2 separate regions of the Astyanax mexicanus genome follow, and region 1 is linked to region 2. The links are chromatin contacts, called in public Hi-C maps. All regions are on one chromosome and are shown on one strand. Each heading gives the region's core, a stretch centred on a gene start, on an enhancer-like site or on the middle of the called end of the contact. The rest is flanking DNA. Distances are from core to core; before and after follow the strand shown. Region 1 overlaps yipf5 (Yip1 domain family, member 5). Region 2 overlaps LOC103037817 (rho GTPase-activating protein 26).

Evidence for each region. Hi-C and Micro-C count contacts between places; a contact is called where the count stands out from the background.
Region 1: a Hi-C map of muscle shows a contact between it and region 2, with 18 times the contacts expected there. The contact joins two enhancer-like sites. A contact is called at or near these places in 2 of 3 Hi-C or Micro-C datasets (both in muscle).

What each region holds. Positions count from the first base shown.
Region 1 is chr17:21,072,423-21,075,634 of AstMex3_surface, forward strand. It overlaps yipf5 (Yip1 domain family, member 5), which reads right to left. Exons shown (of 6, transcript XM_007247014.4): 4 at 2,198-2,343; 5 at 1,309-1,490. Among protein-coding and RNA genes, the nearest start is that of yipf5, 10 kb to the right of the region's middle. Within about 2 kb of position 1,394, the one cell type or tissue checked has an H3K27ac peak away from gene starts, as active enhancers do.
Region 2 is chr17:20,806,922-20,810,026 of AstMex3_surface, forward strand. It overlaps LOC103037817 (rho GTPase-activating protein 26), which reads left to right. Exons shown (of 24, transcript XM_049466306.1): 10 at 1,586-1,680. Among protein-coding and RNA genes, the nearest start is that of LOC103037817, 100 kb to the left of the region's middle. Within about 2 kb of position 1,855, the one cell type or tissue checked has an H3K27ac peak away from gene starts, as active enhancers do.

The DNA of each region.
Region 1 (3,212 bases), core at 144-2,643, 270 kb after region 2:
TGCTGCTCTGCTGCTGAAAGCTTGCTTTAATCTTCAGCTTCTACACTTTTCTCTGTTTTCTTCTCTTTTACTCTCTTCACACTTACTAATCCACTTTTAGTCTGCTTCCTCTTTGCTCTACACACCTATTAATCCACTCTCAGTCTACTTTTATAGTTAGTTTGTAAAGAATGAACCAGTAGTCTTTGTAGAACTGTTAGAACTAAAGGTCGGAAAGCAGGTTGCAGTTCTAGCGAGCTTTGGTCACGGCCGCCTCGGAAAACAGAGTCTGGTTTGAGCACAGAGGAGCTCCGGCACAGAGACGAGAGCACCGCAATTCCTCCTATTACACCTCAATGCAGCGCTGCAGTGAGTTTCAAGCTGTAATTTTACTTCTTTAAAAAGATCAAAAATCAAGGAAATTCTACCTAGTGCTGCTTTAAAAGACAGTCCCTGTCATCCATTACTAGCTGGGGTATTGAGGATGTGTCATTTTCTCTTTATTTTTGTTGCCCTTTCGATTCTGAAATACTACATACTTTAGTACATAATTGTATAAATTCATATTAATGAATAATGTAAAAACATATTTTATACGGACTATAAGGTGCATCATTAATAAAGGTTGATTTTCATACATAAAACGCACTGGATTATAAGGCACATTAAACCGTACAGCTCCTGTTCCTAGTTTCTCCATTGCTTCAAAACGATATAAACTGCTAAACATGGGATTTAAATGCCATTTAAATGCCCAGAAGACATATAAATGTTCTGATATTTAGTGAGAAAATATGTATTCTGTTTGGACACTTTTGGTGTGGGCCCATTACCCCTTCCTCCCCACTGCATTTCTGTCCCCAGCACTTTGTGTAGTGCTGTACAGTCACAAATTAAAGGCTGGTCTTCAATAAAATTTTCAAATATGTGCAAATATTCACATGAACATCCCCCAACATCCTAACTTCACTAGCCTTTGTGGTGCTGAATGCAATCAAATCCCCACAACAATGGTCTAACATCTTGTTTCAAAAAAGTATTCCCTGAACGGCAGACAGTGGGTCTATGGGTCTATTTGTTACATCCTTTATTATCTCTGAACAAATATGACCATTATTCTATGATAATTTAAATATGTGATGATATTCAACAAATTTCAAACAAAAAGCTTATTTTATTTCCCAGTTAATTAAAAGTAGACCTGCTCTAAAATGGCTTTAATCAGTCACCACACTGTAATATATAATACACATTCTCTCTTTGACAATTTTACAAGATTTTCACTGAAGAAAAAAAAAAAAACACTGAAAAACAGACAAAGTTACTCACTGTAAGGAAAACAGGACACCGAAGCTGGAGAGGAGGATCATGGGTAACAGGCAGTAGCCCAGGACACTGGCCACACAGCCGAAAGACACACCAGTCATGCTCATGAGATTGAGGAGGCAGTACATGCCCAGGCAACCGATGGCACTAATTCCGTACACATAACCAAACTGGATCTTCCCTGTCTGCAACATAAACACACACAGCATGATTAGTCACCAACAGAAAATATTTTCATACAGGTCAAAATATTAAAAGGACAACCTTTCTACCCTTATATAATCTTTCCATTAGAGGGAAAAACATGAAATTCTAGGGAAAAATAAATAAGGACAATATAAAAAATTTAAAAAAGGGGGAAAAGGTGTTAAAAAGACAAAGCAACATGCCAGAGATAGTTCTTGCATTTGAAGAATTACTTTTGGTAAAGAACCTTCATATATTAGAAAGGTTCTCAAAAGAATCCATAAACTTATAATCTTTACATTATGTAAACTTTCTTAAATTGTGTAAAAATGTTATTTACCCTCCCAAAACTCTTCCAAACATAATTCTTTATAGAGAAGAAAAAGCACCTTCTGTGGCACCTTTATTTTATATAAAAAAGCACAGTGTAGGCCAAATCTGTGCAGCCTGAATAATAACTTGCAGATAATATGCAGAACAATAGAGAGGTGACAGAAGACACAACTCTATTTAAAGCTAACTTAGTTCACTAAGACCAGCAAATTGTAAACCCCTCAAAAGCAATTCTAAAAAAAAAAATGAAACACTGAATCATTGTCTGGCAGAAAAATGAGCATAAAAACAATAAATAAACAATTCTTTAGTTCTTGACACATCTCTTTAATTAGAAAGAAGACTCCAGATTTGATTTAACAGTAGCACTTACGAGCAGTAGCGTGGCCCCAAAGGCCAGACAGAAAACCATCGGTCCAGTCAGATCTGTTTCGTTCATTATGCTGCCATCTGCTGCCTTTAAGGGGTGTAGCACCGTTAGGGTCTTCTGCCAGATGTGGTCAAAGTTGATTCCCAGCTCTGTCAGGGAAAAGGGGAAATGACTTAATGTCTACTTAGTGTGTCAGAGGTCAATCAGAACTGGGTCAAACTAGAAACAAATTCATAGTGATAAACATTTTTAAACAAGACAAAGCCATTCTAAAAAAACTCATTTTCTGAAGAAAATAATAATTATTTTAAACTATTCTTCTAACCTTCTGTTTAATAATAAACCTGGCAAAATTTAACACAGGCATAGCATGGTACCTCAGCAGATCTCATGGACAAGAACAGTGCAAAACAGAACTCTCATGTTAACTAAGTCCAGAAGCAGAGTCAACTTCTCTTGGCTTGGAGGAATTTGGAAAAAAACATTACAGAGTGGCAAAACAAATCTTTATTAGAGACATTTTTTGGAAGCCGATCAAAAGGATCTTATTCATATAGTTGTGTGCGAATGCTTTACCACCCCAACTCGTTTTGGAATGTGTTGCAGGTCAAAATTTGTGAATAAATGTCTATTAACAATTAAAATTAATTAAACCAGAACAAATGATACATATTGTCTGCAGTGAAATACAGAAATGAATGATATTGAGTTGTACTCTTTCTGACACAGAAATACATTAATTCCATTTTGTATACGACCACATGCCCGAGGGCTTCCAACATACAGTAGTGTTTCTTTTTTTTTTTTTTAAGACATGTTTGTCACTCTAAGGCAAGTGGGGCCTGCATTTGTTTGGAAGCTGTTATGGTGTCTTTTTTTGTGTGACCTCTTGGATGAGTTATTGCTGCACTCTTGGGGTAACTTTAATCGGCCGGCCACTTCTGGTAAGGTTTACCAGTGTTTCACAGTTTTGCCGTTTGTGGATAATGGTTCTCACTGTGGTTCGCTGTAGTCCCAA
Region 2 (3,105 bases), core at 605-3,104:
AGGATTAATAACTCCAGCAGCACTGCTGAGTCTGATCCACTTATACCTGCGCAACAGATGAGTCACATTCTTTTTTTGGCTCATATTTCTTCATCATACCAGATAAATATGCTTGTCCTAAGTCATTGAGCCATTTATAGACCAGTAATAGTGCATTCTAGACTATTTTATAGCACGCTGGTGTCTTTAGTGTAGTGATTAAGAATGGGGGTTATGTGTTCCCTTCTTTAACTCCTTGCATTTTGAATCAGCTGCAGCAAACACAAATCAGTTGCACTGACCCAAAACAATTTTAGTTTCTATAGAAATTGCTACAGTGGCTTGCAAAAGTTTTCATACCCCTTGAACTTTTTTTACATTTCGTTAAAGTGAGATTTAAACTGATAGACCAATACAAAGTAGTACATAATTGTGAAGTGAAATAAAAATGATACATGGTTTTCAAGTCAAGTCAAGTCAAGATCCTTTTATTGTCATTACATCTGAGTACAGATACACAGTGTAGTGAAATTACGTTCCTCCAGAACCATGGTGCAACATGGGACAACAAGCAATAGACAACATAAAGTGCAAGGTGTGATGATAAGACTAACATAAGACTAACTCTACACTAAATACAATAAATACAATAAATGCAAAAGACAAGACAATTTACAAGACAGGACAGTGCAGTACCGATACGGTATATTATTGTGCATAGTGAGGATAAGGTGCAGAGATGTGTAACATACGGTAATATATAGAACATATATAATCACAGCAGTTACTGAGGTAGACAGTTTATAGTTTTTGGGAGTAGCAGCAAATATTGCGGATAGGCATAGAGACATTTCTGTCTCTGTGTGCTGAGTGTGTGTGTGTGTGTGTGTGTGTGTGTGAAGTAGAGTCTTTGTGTGTTCCAAATATTAATCAAATAAAAATGTAAACAAAAATGTGACGTGCAAAAGAATTCAGCCCCTTTGAACTCTGAAACATCGAAATAAATCCAGTGCAATCAAGAAAGGGCACAAATCTGGTGGAGACATACCCCAAAAGTACTTGCAACAAAAGGTGACTCTAATTAGTATTGAAGTTTATACTTTTTGTATTTTTATTTAATTAAAATTTTGAAAAACATAGATCATTATCATTCCACTTTACAATTATGTGCTACTTTGTGTTCGTCTCACACTAATAAAAACTCAATAAAATACATTTAAGTTTGAAAAAGGTATGAATTCAACAGGTTTTGAATACTTTTGCAAGCCACTGTATTATTAGTTATTATTTGTATTATTATTTTGTTGTTTAACTGTTGTTTTTGCTGTATGAAATCTGAATGTACACTTGTGTAACACAGTGAAACAGGCAAAAATGAGCCTTACGTTCTCATCATAATTATGTTTAGTATCTACCATGTCTTGTTTCAGTAAAACCAAACCTCCAGTATATCTGCTATAAATGAAAACCAAAAATATGCATGTTTATATTATATAATCATTCACAAATATGCTAACTATGCATTGATACACCCAGTGCAGTTAATTTTGAATAGAATATAATTACACGTGGATTAACACAGATGCCTTTTGCCTTTTTTGTCCAGGGAGAGGAGGAGAGCTTCATCCTCAAATCCTGCACCAGGAGGAAAACAGACTCCATCGAGAAGAGGTTCTGTTTCGACGTGGAGGCCGTGGACCGGTGAGTGGCAGTTCCTGTCGTGCTCCAGCAGGTGGAGCTGCAGGCTAGAGTCTAACAGAAGACAGCTCAGTCTTGGCTGTGAGGTTTATGCAGGACTGGAAGAGGCTCAGTCTCTGTGCAGCTAATTGCTTTGGCTTGTCACATGGCTGTAAGTGGGAAGCTGCTGTGTGGGGGGTGGAGAAGAGCTGAGCGAGGGGTTCTGTGCTGCGTGATTAGCTGCTTGTGGTGGGAAAGTGGAGATTTAAGAATATAGAGGGATGTTTTAAGTCCCTTAAATGCCTAACAATATCCCTATTCTCATGCATATGCATTAGGCATGGCCAACTTAACCCTAAAATAATATAATGATATTTTGATTATCGATTACTATGATACAATATGAAAACCTGCCTTTGGATGATCCCTGAACAAGGCCCTCAAACCTCTAGTACAAAACTCACTAACTAAATGTCTGAGTTTAAATAAGACAGGCTCCTCCAAAAACCTCTAGTGATTCTAGTGGTAGAATGACTGTAGACAGATATTTTATGATAACTATGTTTCAGGGCGATACATATATATATATATATATATATATATATATTGTCTCAGATGCAATTGCAAAAAACTGTACTATTGATGATTCATTTTATGGCAGTTATAAAACGATACTACTGTATTATAAAAATAAGAAACAATGTGTAACAATGCACTCTGCTCTAATTCAATTGATTCATGATTCGATTTGTTCACAATATTTGGAACAAAATAAAGCAGTTGTGTGATTGGCTTCAGTCAAAAATGACTGATATATCCTCTGCCCGTTGCTTACGCTCACTGTTTTCTTGGCCAGCACTAGGCCTATTGTGCGCTCTCAGACTCTGGCTGCTGATGGCAAGAAAGGGGATTGGGAATGGCAACCTTTGGTTTTTAAACAAAACATTACAACTGCTCAAATTTTTCTATCATGATGCATTGTGCAACGATGCTTTGTTACAGACTTAATAAAAATACTAAATATTCTAAAATAAATAAAAACTAAAAAAAATTACAATACAAAATCTTTTTTTTAAATCTTTTTTTCTGGCCTGGTGCTTTACCCGTCTGTTTTCTTAACCATGTCCTCTGTAGCTCATGGCTCTAGAGTTTATTTAAGTTTTAAGTTTTTTTTTTCTGTCTTGTCTCTGCCGTAGCCCCACCTTGTCATTAGTCGTTCATTTGTTGCCCAGCACTCTCGTTATCTTCCCCAGGTGTTCCTTGTCTGTCTTGATGTCTTGGTATGTATAGCCCCTTTGTTTCCGTCTTCCTTTGTTTGTGGCAGTTTATTCTAGTCATTTTGTGTTTTTGACTTATGTTAAGCTTGGCCAATTGTGCATTCTCAGACTTCGGCTGCTGATGGCAAGCAAGAGGATCGGGATGTGAACCGACGATACTTAGATCATAGTG